2 separate regions of the Mus musculus genome follow, and region 2 is linked to region 1. A link is a contact called in public HiChIP or PLAC-seq data. All regions are on one chromosome and are shown on one strand. Each heading gives the region's core, a stretch centred on a gene start, on an enhancer-like site or on the middle of the called end of the contact. The rest is flanking DNA. Distances are from core to core; before and after follow the strand shown.

What was found. HiChIP or PLAC-seq counts read pairs in DNA pulled down with a chosen protein or histone mark.
Region 2: a contact with region 1 is called in an H3K27ac HiChIP or PLAC-seq map of heart atrium, with 6 times the contacts expected there. The contact joins two enhancer-like sites. A contact is called at or near these places in 1 of 39 promoter capture datasets (hippocampal neurons), 3 of 484 Hi-C or Micro-C datasets (bone marrow-derived macrophages, nephron progenitors and pancreatic cancer cells) and 3 of 115 datasets of contacts at active chromatin or transcription factors (embryonic basal ganglia, epiblast stem cells and heart atrium).

What each region holds. Positions count from the first base shown.
Region 1 is chr8:125,161,953-125,168,158 of GRCm38.p6, reverse strand. Disc1 (disrupted in schizophrenia 1) reads right to left here. Exons shown (of 13, transcript NM_174854.2): 9 at 2,978-3,166. Among named protein-coding and RNA genes, the nearest start is that of Disc1, 110 kb to the right of the region's middle. Within about 2 kb of position 2,363, at least 7 of the 459 cell types and tissues checked have an H3K27ac peak or open chromatin away from gene starts, as enhancers often do. A contact at or near this core is called in heart atrium, where this site is marked.
Region 2 is chr8:125,511,731-125,518,262 of GRCm38.p6, reverse strand. The region is part of intron 2 of Sipa1l2 (signal-induced proliferation-associated 1 like 2); the gene reads left to right. Among named protein-coding and RNA genes, the nearest start is that of 4930566D17Rik, 7.3 kb to the left of the region's middle. Within about 2 kb of position 4,147, at least 97 of the 459 cell types and tissues checked have an H3K27ac peak or open chromatin away from gene starts, as enhancers often do. A contact at or near this core is called in heart atrium, where this site is marked.

The sequences.
Region 1 (6,206 bases), core at 1,114-3,613:
CAGAGACAGAAGGATCCCCGAGGCTTCTGGTCAACCAGTCTAACCAAATAGGTAAATCCCAGGTTAGGGAAGATCTTAAAACAAAGTTGAGGGTGCCTGAGAAACGGCAACCAAGGTTGACCTCTGACCCTGACCCCCACTCACGTGGGCGTGCAAACCTAAACTCAGATGTTGCTCGTTTCCTAGTTTCCCCTTAAGATATTTTATCTATAGGCTGCATAGATGGTTCAGCAATCAAATACATGTACTGCTTTTACAAAAGGCCTGAGTTCTGTTCTCAGTACCCATACCTGGTGGCTCACAGTGCCTGGAACTTCAGTCCCAGGGGATCCAATGCCCTCTTCTAGCTTCTGGGGGCACTGCATTCAGGGTGTGTATAACCCTCTCCCCCAAATCGCTCACATGATTGTTGGTCTTTTTGTTTTCGTTTTTCCATTTTAAAACCTAAGAAACAGGTATTTGGCTTAAGACTGAAAAGATTATGGAGCACTGTGCCCACGCAGACCCAGACCTGCCTTTCCTGCTCGCTTGAGCTACATTTGACCTTGGACACAGCGTTCCTTCTGAGTTGCTGTTTCCCAAGATCCAAAAGCAGCTGAACCCAGACTATGACTCGGTTTTATTACATTCCAATCCGTGGAAGCTTTAATTCACACAGGAATTTGTTTTCTTTTAGTTTTAATTACGTGGATGCACATATGCCTCTGTATGCATGTACATGTGAGTGCATTACCTGTAGAGGTCAGAAGGGGGTGTCACTCCATGAGAACTGAGGAGCAAGCATGGGTCCTCTGCAAGAATGCTTGCTCTTCCCCATTAAACTATCCCCTGGTCCCTGAAATACATTTTTTATTTCTTCTTACCAACTCTTGGATGGTTCATTTGAGTGATCTAAAGCCACACCTCCTCAGCCTCAGACACAGGCGAGCAAACCCACAGGGAGAGGGTGGCTGACCCAGCATAATACTATCATGAACGGAGCACAAAGATTCCCCAGCGCGAGCCATCTGCAGTTCAGTCGTCTCCTGTAACAATCTCCCGTTCCGCTTGTTTATGTTTTATTCATCATCTTGAAAGTATTTAGTGAAGTAACAATGATGAGATTCACAAATACTGCACAGCGCTTTTTTTTTATATAAAGATATTAATGGCTTTAAGGGCTCACGCACCATTCAAATGAAAACATCGTTGGGTTAGATTTGCTCAAATCTGTTTACATCTCCTTGATTCTTCCATAGAATCCATTCCCCCGTTTTGTGTAAAAACTGAGTGCTTACACTGTGAAACATTTTGGTTTTTCTTATTCATAAGACTTAAAAAAAATCGACTACAAAAGTCTGCTGGAGCTCTACCGTGCTCCGGTCAGTCATGACGAAATGAGCCAGCCTGCAGGGCCTGGGACCCTGGAGCTCCCCCCTCACTGTGCGTGCTCCACACACAGCCTTGGGCTGCATGTGGCAAAACAAACAAATGAATAAATAAAAGATTTGGCCTGTAAGAGAGAGAGGGATGGCTGGGCAGTGGTGGCCCATGCCTTTAATCCCAGCACTTGGGAGGCAGAGGCAGGCAGATCTCTGAGTTCAAGGCCAGCTTGGTCTACAGAGTGAATTCCAGGACAGCCAGGGCTACAGAGAAACCCTGTCTTGAAAAACTTAAAGAGAAAGAGAAGGTAGTTCAGTGGGCAGAAACCCATGCAAGCTCCGTGAGCCGAGTAAAGGTGGACTGAGAAGTGACTCCTGAAGGTTGCCCTCTGACCTCTGCGTGACCAACGCAAAAATAACACGCAAAAAAGAGAGAGACTCTCTGACCCTTTCCTCTCTCTGACTCCCTTTGCTCTCTCTGATCTCTTTCTCCCTCTCTTCCCTTCCCCCTCGTCCCGCTCTCCAAGTGTCCCTGGCCAGCCCCTAATTCTCCTCCCTATCCCACCCCACCCTGTGTCCCTGTCCTCTGTCCCCTCTTTCTCCTCTTTCTCAGCCTCTATTCCCTGCTCACCCCCCCTCCCCATGCCCCCAAACAAACTCTATTTTATACTAAAAGAGGGAGGAGGGGCCCGGGAGTGAGTGGGGCTCTGTGGTTAAAACTGGAGCTGCTCTTACAGAGAACCATGAGTCCTGTTTCTAACTCCCACATGGTAATTGTATCACCGGCTCCAGGGTCATCTGGCACCCTCTTCTGGCTTCCTCAGGTACTACACTAACATGCACAACCCCACCCCCATACATAACTTAAAATAAAAAATTAAATACTTCATAAGGAAAATTTAAAGAGTTAAGGGAAATAATGCTAGGCTCTGAGCTGTTGAGCCAGATGGGGCTTCATTAGCAAGAGAAACCATGATCACTGGCCATCTGATTCAAACAGGGAGGGAACAACAGCTCACACCGTTCAGGAGAACTCTAAAACCTGGGCTGCTCCTCCCAGAGTGGCAGGCCTAGCCCTGACAGCTGGAGGTGTGGTTCCTTGTTTGGACTTTGAACACTGGTCTTCCCTGACGTGGATGTGTGGAATATGCAGGTGGTGTCTGTTAAGTGGAACACAGGGCAAATAGCATTTTGGCCCTTCTGTAGGCCAGTGCCAATGTCACCCGTGTCCTTCTCCTGAGGAAAGAATCAACCCTCAGAGGACACCCCGACAGAAGAGTCACCCCCTGGTCCCTTCTCAGTCCCCCGTTGTCGGCCTGTGGCCTGCATCCTGGAAGACTGAACCAAGGGAAAACCTCTAGCTCAGGATGTGTGCCCGGGGGTGCAAGCTACACAGCCCATGGCATGAACCAACAAATGCAGAGCAGAAAAAGTCAGAGAAAGGCAAAGTAAAAGCTAACAGGTGACCCTACCCCGTTACCCAAGGCTCATGCCAACAATGTCCCCCATGAACTGTCTGGGTGCTCTCTGCCACTGTCACAGCAAGGTGATCTAGCCACAGGATCCAATAATATCAGCACTACATTGCCCTGAGGCTTTGGCTGGGGGCTACTCACTGTGGGCGGCGTCCTGGAGTGCCAGGTCCTGCCTGCACCTGAGGTGATCCTCTTTGACGATGCCCAGCCTTCTGCTGTTCCTGGAGCTGAGTGCCAACAGCCTGCCCAGGAACATCTCTAGCCCTTCCCGCTCTGACGACAAGGCCCAAATCTCCTCCGTGAGCTCCTTGGCTGTGGAGAAGCAGCTTCCTGCAACACAGTGGGGGAGAGAGGAGGGAAGGTTTCGTGTGTGAGCTTTTTAATAATATTTGCATTCTTTGAAAGTTCCATGCATTTATATAATGCGTATTGATCGCTATGTGTCCACCGCGATATCTGTGGACCTCCCTCTAGTACCTACACCGTGTCTTCCTCCCAACTTCATGTCTTTTTATTATTAATAACCCCTGATTAGTGCCGTCCGTATGTGCATGGGTGTGGAGGCCATCCATCAGGCCATGAGCAACCTGCCAGCAGCCATGTCCCCAGAGGAGAATGACTCTCCCTCCCTCAGCAGCCCTCGCCTATCAGACCACCTCCGGTGGGGCGGGAGAGTCTCTTCGGTGCCTCCCCAAACATGCTGGTATTTTCTGTAAATGAATTGTGAGATTCTCGTGTGTGAACACTGGAGACAACGGTATCCTGCTGCATCACCAAGAGGTTGGGTACACCTGGAAAGGATGCCTCTGAGAATAATACAGAGATGTCCAGAGAAAGTCCCAGGTATCACTGCACCCAATACCCAAATGTCCAAGGACAGACACAGCAAGCACGGTGGAAAGGCACTGGCCTGGTAGTTAGACTGCAGATAAATTAAACCCTCCCCCTTATCAAAATTTGAAACATATTTGATAGCTAATCTTTTTTTAAAGATTTATTTATTTATTTTAAGTATATGAGTATACTGTAGCTGTACAGATGGTTGTGAGCCATCATGTAGTTGCTGGGAATTAAACTCAGAACCTCTGCTCACTCTAGCCCCGCTCTCTCTGGCCCAAGGATTTATTTATTATATGTAAGCACACTGTAGCTGTTTTCAGACACACCAGAAGTGGGTGTCATATCTCATGACGGGTGGTTGTGAGTCACCATGTGGTTGTTGGAATTTGAACTCCAGACCTTCAGAAGTGCTCTTAACCGCTGAGCCATCCCTCCAGCGCTTGATGGCTAATCCTAACATAGCTGAGAAGGGGGGACCTCAATTGAGACATTAACTCCATCAGATCAGCCTGTAGGTACGCCTTCAGGAATTTTGTTCTTTGTTAATTGATGTAGGACGACCCAGCTCACTCCTGGTGGTGCCATGCCTGGACAGGTCTGTCGTACCGGGCCAATAACACAGCAAGGCCCTGAAAGCAAGGCAGTGAGCAGTATTCCTCTGTGGTCCCTGCTTCGATTCCTGCCTCCATGTTCCTGCTGGAGCTCCTGCTGTGACTGACTCCCTTCAGTAATGGTCTGTGACCTTTCCTCCCTGAGTCACTTTTGGCCAGTGTTCTTATCTCAGCTACAGAGACTCTAACTAAAACAACAGGAGAATAAATGAGCAAGTTTGGCATAAACGTGTTGTGAAATACGATCGTAATAACACCTGAATTGCAGGTGGCCTCGGGAACCACAGGTGGCTGGGGGTGTAAGAAAGAAAAGCCATAAAACCCTGAATAAAATATACCTAGAGCAAAGAGTAGCGAGGTCAGGTATGAGAATCGGTCGTGTGTCTAAACAGCAGCAGCAGGCCACGATGAGACAATTTCTCTGAAATATAGTTTACAACATATCTTAGGACTAAAAAGTATGTAGGGGTGAGTTTAAAGGACCTTAGGCAGAACTGGAAACTGTTTTCGAAAACACACTGAGAGGAAATAAGGCTTAAATAATTGTGGAGATAAACTATAAATGTCCACTGGAAAACCTGGTACTCCTAGGGTTTCAATTTGTTCCAGATTGATGCATAGATTTAATACAATTCCTATCAAAATTTTATGAGGTCTTTCGGTAGAAGTGAATGGGCACATCCTAAAAATGTAAAAGAAAATGTGAAAACCTAGACAAGCCAGAGCCGTCAAACAGTCTGCATTTAAGACCCCCCAGCAATTGCTTCCATAAATCAAGACAGAGTCATCTGAAAGCAGATAGGCATGCTGGCCAATGGACTGCAACAGAAGTCCAGAAAGTGGGCATGTCCTCCAAGAGCTAACGGAGTGCAAAGCAATGGGCAAGGGAGGTTGCCAAAGCAACTGGTTATCTATGAAGGCACAGTGGGAAGCCTGAGCTACACTTTGGACCACACACAAATCACCTCAGGGCTGATACAAAGTTAGAACTAGGAAGCTACAAGCAGGATAAGGAAGCAAAGTGAACTGGCTCTGGAACAGGCTGAGCCCTGCGGAAGACAGAGCAGGACAATCAAAGAAAACCCCTGATGAATGAGCTTCATCCGGTGACAAGCTTCTTTCTGCTCATCAAAAGAGGATAGGCAGAGAAGCTGGACACCAGGCACCTGCAATCCCAGCTCTTGGAAGCTAGAGGCAGGAAGATCAGGAGTTCAAGGCCAGTTTTGTCTACACAGCAAGTTTTCAGTCAACCTAGACTACATAAGATTGTCAAAAGTAAAGAAATTTTAAAAAGACAAAATGAGAATAAAGGGGAAGGGTAGGTAAGGGGGAGGGAGAGAGGGGAAGGGAGAAAGGGATGAGGGGAGGGAGGAGAGAAGAGGAGAGAGATGGGAGAGAGGAGAGGAGAGGGACAGAGGGAGGGGAGAGGGTGAGAGGCTGAAGAGGGGAGAGGGGAAGGGGAATGAAGGGGAAGGGGAAGGGAGAGAGGAGAGGGGCAGAGGGAGGGGAGAGGGGGAGAGGGGGAGAGTGTGAAGAGGGGAGAGGGGAAGGGGAATGAAGGGGGAGGGGAAGGGAGAGAGGAGAGGGGCAGAGGGAGGGGAGAGGGGGAGAGTGTGAAGAGGGGAGAGGGGAAGGGGAATCAAGGGGGAGGGGAAGGGAGAGAGGAGAGGGGCAGAGGGAGGGGAGAGGGGGAGAGTGTGAAGAGGGGAGAGGGGAAGGGGAATCAAGGGGGAGGGGAAGGGAGAGAGGAGGAGGGAGACAGATTAGAGAGGGGAGGGGGAGAGGGAAGAAAAATCAAGCTGGGACAGATCATCTCCTACAGACAACTGACAAAGGATACAATTTTACAACTCAACAATTAACAGAAATAACAGCATTAAACAGGAACAAAGGCTCCCAGGCCTTTTACAAAGGGCCGT
Region 2 (6,532 bases), core at 2,898-5,397, 350 kb before region 1:
CCCATTTCCAGACCAACGCTTAGTGGGTCACCTGTAGGGAAGGGAGGTCCTGGGCAGGTCCTAGTGTGTGCTTTAGGGTAAGTGGTTCTGACTCCTGCCAGAGATGTTGGGTAGGCATCTGTAGTGTTTCAGATCATAGTTTATTGTGTTATATATAAGAATATTACTTCATTCAACCCAGACATGCACTGGAGGATAACTCTCCCAAGGTAACTGATACCCATGGACTTCCTGTAAACTTTAAAAGTGGAACTAATAGCTCAGTGGGTGAAAGTGCTTGCCATGCAAACCCGACTTCCTGAGCTCAGTCCCCAGAAACAACATGGTAGCAGGAAAGAACTCTGGTCTCCATGTAATGCCCCCCTCTGACCTTTATCCATGTGTATATATACACATGTGCATCTATATGCTAGTAGATGGAAGGACACACCTACTGTGCACCAGGCTTGCAATGTGCTTCAGTTGGGAAGGTGTTTACAGTCCTGCATTATAAGGACTACTGTTGTGTTCTCCCTCCCTTAGCGAAAAGCTGTTGAGTCGTCCGCCGGCTCTGGGTTTATGAATGCGAGGGCTGGGCTCTGCTGCAGAACACGTTGTAATTTCATAAGCTGTTTCCTTTCTGTGGTTTGTTTGTTTATATGGAGTGTTTGTTTGGTGGCAGCAGCAGAGGAAGGTTTCCTGAAGGAGGCATTCACTGAAGAACAATGGGTAGTGTTCAGGCTTTGATTCCTTGTGAAATAACTGTTTTCGTTCCATGGAGGCTTGTCTCTGTTAATTAACCATGTGTCTGAGAGCAGTTGGGGAATCTGCCACATCCCGAGTAGTTCTAACTCAGGCTCTTGTGCTTCTGACTCTCTAGGGGCAAAGCTCTTAAGACCTTGGGTCATTTGGTCCCCTACACACCTACCTGGCCAACCCCCACTTTGAAAGATGAACAGAGACCCTAAGCACGTGGTCCAGCCTGGGAACTATAGCATGGAATCAGTGACTGACAGACTTCTCTGTTTACATTAAACTACACTTAGCAGCCATCCTCTTTTTCTTTAAGTCTGTCTGTGTTCTTGGCATTGCTACTCCTGCTCCACATCCTGTGAAGATGAAGATGAGCTGCTTGGAAACCAGCTGGGGCCTCAGAGTGAGGGAAGGGTTGCATCTCTGGCTAGAGGACTACAGCTTTGAGCCATTTTGGCACATGATATATGTAGACAAACACGCTAGTACGTGGACTTTGTGTGTTGGTGGCAGAGACCTGTAATAGCAACATTCAAGATACTTAGGCAGGAGGATTGTGAACTCTGGACTAGGTTGGGCTACATATGAGACATTGTTTCAAAAAAAGAAAAAAAAAATCCCAACATAATACATCCCAAAACTGAGTTTGGTAGAACCTGATATTTAGTGACAGGAACCTTCACTGTGTCGGTCAGCAGCTGAGCAAGGCCAGCCAATTGTCAGGGTTTGTTTATTTAACCTTGAGCAATTTGCCTGAACCTTTTGTTTGTTGCTGGAGATTGAGCCCAGGGCCTTGAGTGAAACCTAGATTTAAGTGCTTTACATATAGCAAAATGCACTGTAGAGTCACACCCAGTCAGTGACCTGTGGAAGGGGACGGGTCCTGGTCTGGTGAGCCTCCTCCTCTAGTGAGCCGTGGGAAGCACCTCATGTGCACCCCAGCTGCTGGGCTTCAGGAATGCTCATTTCAACCATCACTCTCAAGGTTTCTGATGAGTTTTATTAATGGGGACACTTGCCACTACTGATATAGCTATTTAACTAATTTCTGGGGGAGAAAATTAGCTAAATTGTTGGTAAGAACACTTAACCATGATCTATATGTCCGTGTGACATAATTTCTAAAGGGAATACGGTGAAAATTCAATCTGAGCCAGATGGGACTGACCACAGGCAGCCAACACAAGTGACCCTGAATGACTTCTTCCACCTGGGAAGAGATGACTTGCGTTTTATGGCCTCCTTTTGCTCTGTGCCTGGGAATCAATGCACTTTCCATTCTGCTGATGAGAGCCTCTGGTGAGAGTGGCTCCAGGGTTCCTGGGCTATCTCAGCATTTTTAGCCCCAGGGTTTGGGGTAGTTAGGAGTCTGCTAAGCTTTAAGATTCAGTAACTTCTGGCACAGAAGTTAAAAAAGCTAATTGGCTTTTAAAGAACCTAGGGTAAATTTGCCTCTGGGCCTGCAGCACTGTTACTGGTAGTGTTAGGATGGGGCAGGGCCCTAGAAGCCCAGAGAGGCTCAGCTTGGCTACTGTCCTCACTAGAGCACTTAGGAGGACAAGTGACAGGGAAAGCCAAGAAAGGAGATTAGTCCGAGTGGCCACATGGAGAGAGAAGAGGAGCCCAGATGTCCAGTGACTCGCCCTCCCTTCTCCCAGCTTCCATTCTTCAGAGTCCTGACCGGAGGTTTGGGTTGAATTGAGGGCGTGTGTGCACAGCTAAGCCGTGCTGGTCAAGTGTGGTTCCGCCCATCTCTGACCTTGCTCTCAGCTCCTGCCCTGCACAGCGATCTGACAGGTTGTCAGAGCTGTGTGGTATCTCTTCCTGGGAGACAAGCTCTTCCTTTGGCTGGCACCGGATATCAGCCTTTCCCTTCATGAGGTTACTTGGAAATTCCAGTTTCTCAGGGTCTACCCCTCCAATGTTCTGATAGCTGGGCCATGGGAAGAGGACACAGCATCTACAGAATACCCTCATTAGCCTGTCCAGGACGGTCACAGGGTGAGGATGTCCTCCAGGGCTTGGGGTGAGCCATCTGCAGCGTCTTTACTGTAGACAAGTTACTTCTCTCCATCTTGGACGTGCCCTGTCTCCATAATAAGAATTCATGGCAAAGATGTTAACCTCTGTGTTGAAAAAAGAAAATGTGAATGCTAAGTTAGTATCAGGGATGTAGGACTATTGAAATGTGGATTTTCAGTTTTCAGTTTGTTATGTGTTTCCTGCTTCTCAGAGTGAAGTCTGTTCAATCCCTTCGTGCACTCCACAAGGTTGGTGCTATTATCTTTTGGTTGTGTAGACTGTGATGGCTTCGACACTAATAATGGCTTACTCTAGACTGGCGTGTGTGCATGCGCATATATACATTTCTAAGTGCAGTCACACATGTATATATGCTCACATGGAGGACAGAGCCACCCTCAGGTGCTTACACTCTTGAGGTGCCATACACCATGGGTTTTTTTAATTTTAATTTTAATTTTTATGGTTTTGCTTTTGGTTTGTTTGTTTTAAGACAGACTATTGACTAGCCTGGTGATAAACTCTCTTAGAAATAAACTAGTTGGTCAATGAACCAGAGGCCCACCTGTGACTGCCTCTGAGCTGTGTGTGTGTTATCACTGTCTCCCAGCCGTGACCATATATGTTGTCACTGTCTCTCCAGCTGCGAGCTCTCATGCTGGGCTTTTCTACTCCGGTTCTTGGGCTCAAACTCAGGTAAGTCCTCAGGCTTGCATGGTCAGCGCTTGGCAAGCCTGAGACCCAAGTATTTTGTTGCCTGCTTTGCTGGGCTGGTCAGGTGGCCAGTGCTGCCTTAAGCTCTTAGCTGCTCAGTCAAGACACTTTTTAAAGCATCGTTGTACTGGAAGCAATCAATGTAATAATAAAATCTATGTATCAGAGAGGGGAAACCTCATGCCACAGTGCGTGTGTGGCGGTCAGAGGACAACTTGTACCGTCAGTTCTGTCTTCCCATCTTAACATAGGTTCAGAATCCAACTGTGGTCACCAGGCCTGCAAACACTTTACCATCTTGCCTCTAAGAAACTTGAAAATCCTGTATTTGGTATTTGAGAGCCAAATCACTGGTGAGCTGCCAGCATCTGTATTCCTAGACTTTCCTGGGTGACAGGCAGTGGAGGTGGAGAAGCTGCTTTGGCACAAGAGAAAATTAGCAAGAACCACGGTAATCGTCATATTGCAGGTATTGCCTTCAAAGAGTGAGAAAGTTCTCTTTAGTGGCCACGACTATGTGACTCATGGGTCCTGGCTTGACTTCCCTATGTCACCTGCTGCCCTCTCATCTTCATGGAGAGGGTGTGAGGGCTGACGCGGTTCACCCTCTGAGCACACAGAGCCTGTGGGAGTGTCCAGCGAGGAAGGCAGCCAGCCTGAGGGAGCTGCAGCCTACCCTCCTTTCCTGTCCTTTGTCTATTGTGAGAAGCTTAGCATGCAGCCATTACTCCTGTGATCTGCCTGCCTGGGAGCCGCACTATTTTTAGGAACTTCTCCACACAATAGGTTTATAAAAAGGCTATTGAGCCTTTTTAGGCTCTGTGTTCTGTCTGACAAGGCTGAGTTACAAGCAGGCTTTCCTGCCTCACTGCTCAGGAGGGCACGATTCTCTCTTCTTCTACATCTTCTCTGCTCTTACTTAGTTGTTTCTTCCTTGGAAAGTGCTTGGAGACCCAGAGGTCTGCTGGTCCTGTACAGCTATGGCAGGAATCTGGGGAGCACTCTGTTGTATGTGGAGCACTCCCGGTGTCTGTGGAGCACACTGGTGGATGTGGAGTTCTCCAGTATCTGTGGAGCACTCTGTGCAGTTTCTCCAGCTCTGTTTCACACACACTGGTTAAGTTGCAGTTTTTTATTTCTCCTCTTTTAAAAATGTGCTAACATATGCACAGTTAGTGGTGCTGCTGGGGAAAGTGAACAAGGGAGCTGGTTCCTCCTTCCGAGTCTTTCGTGTCTTGAGTTGTTTTCTCAGAGGAAGGGATCCCATTGGCCTGGCCTGATGACCAATTGAGAAAGCAAGTACTGTTTATTATTTGACGTTTGTTTTAAGAGACCACTTGGGCTGGGGTGTCACTAGCTTAGTTGGCAGCATGCTTCTCTAGCGTGAAGGAGGCCCTGGATTCCATCCCCAGTGCCACAGAAGTCAGGTCTGACATCCCAGCACTTGGCAGGTAGGAGCAGGAAGATGACAGGTTCATGATCAGTCTTGGCTGCAAGGTGCATTCAAAGCCAGCCTGGTCTTTATGAGACCCTGTCTCTGCAGAATCAAAGAGGATGAGAAAGAGCAGTCGGGCAGTTGGATCTTGTTAGTTTCTGATTTTACGCTCTGAATATGTTTGCTCATCAGGATGGAAGGGCTGACTTGCTTGCCATCACTGAAGCCTGCCTGCCTCTTATAGAACCTGACGCTCTCCTGAGGCCACGGGATAGACTGGCCACTTCTTCCCCTTGGTATCTCTCAGTTAAGATGCTGTACCAAGCAATGCACTAGACTTCACGCCGTGAGACTGACTTTTTCAAACACACAACTAAATGAAGATCATTCTCAAACTAACTTTCTTCTAGGTGATTAGTCAAATAAAGTTGTTGTTGTTGTTGTTGTTGTTGTTTTTAGTGTTAATTGTAGGAGGTGGTAGACGAGAAGCTGTCCATATAACCCTGGGATACTTGCAGAGGGCTGGCCTTCCAGGCCTTGGGATATGTTCCTGGGATGTCAGCCACTGTAAGGACAGGTGTACAGCTGTGTGGAGGGCTCCACTTAGGTTCCACTGGCTGCATTTGAGCCATCCTTCCCACTTGTCCTCTCCAGTGTCTGTCATGCTCCTTGAGTTTGTCAGTGGCCTGGCTGGCATCTGGTTGATATTAATACATCCTTGGGGTTCCTCAGGTACCTGGCTCTATGGCACCTGCTCACTTCAACTGTGGAAGCTGTTTAGTGATTTCCAAACATCATCTTGGCCCCTAGATCCATTACCAAGGTCACTGCACAGAGCATCCTGTATCCTCTTCCCTGTTGCCTCTGGTGTTGATTTCGTAAGTAAGTTTAGGGTGGGGCCCAGAGGATGATTTTCCTCCAGGCCCTCCAGAGGGCATTGTCCATGTGACCCATCAGGGGTTGAACCATAAAAGCCCAGACAATAAGTAGCTGAGCCCAGGGTTCTTTGCTCTGTACTGTTGGCAGTGCAGAAGGCCCACAGGCTTCCTAAGCTGCCCTCCCAGATTCGGCGGCTGGCTTTGCCCATCCAGATCGTCTGTTGCTGGAGGGCTGTGGCACAGGGTGACTGTGGATGTTCATCCAGCCCCAGACCACAGGCTGAGTGGACTCTCATCGAATGCGTTTGTATGTTGAATTACTACTTATTTTGGCCGCCATCTTGGTCTTTTTGTGACTTGTGTTGTCGTGCTTACTTTTGCACGCTGATGGGTCTATGAACTGTGTCTTATTAAAGAACATAGGTTCATTTCAGGGATGCTTCAGAGCCTGGTAGGGACATGTCTAAACTGTAGCTTAATTTACATTTCATGGTGACAAGTTCCTCTTTGTAAAAACAAAAACTCAAAACATTTTTGGTTGTTTTTGTTTGCTGAGAAAGACTCTCGGTTTGTAGCCCAGGATAACCCCCCCCCCCCAAATAGAATTGTCCTCCCTTCTCAGCCTCCTAGGTGCTGATATTCCAGATGTCAGCCACTATAATTAGCTTATAAATCTATGTAAATAATCAAAGGACAATTTCTCAGAGTTGATCTGACCCTCATTCTACCTTAGCATAAATTAGCTTAGGGA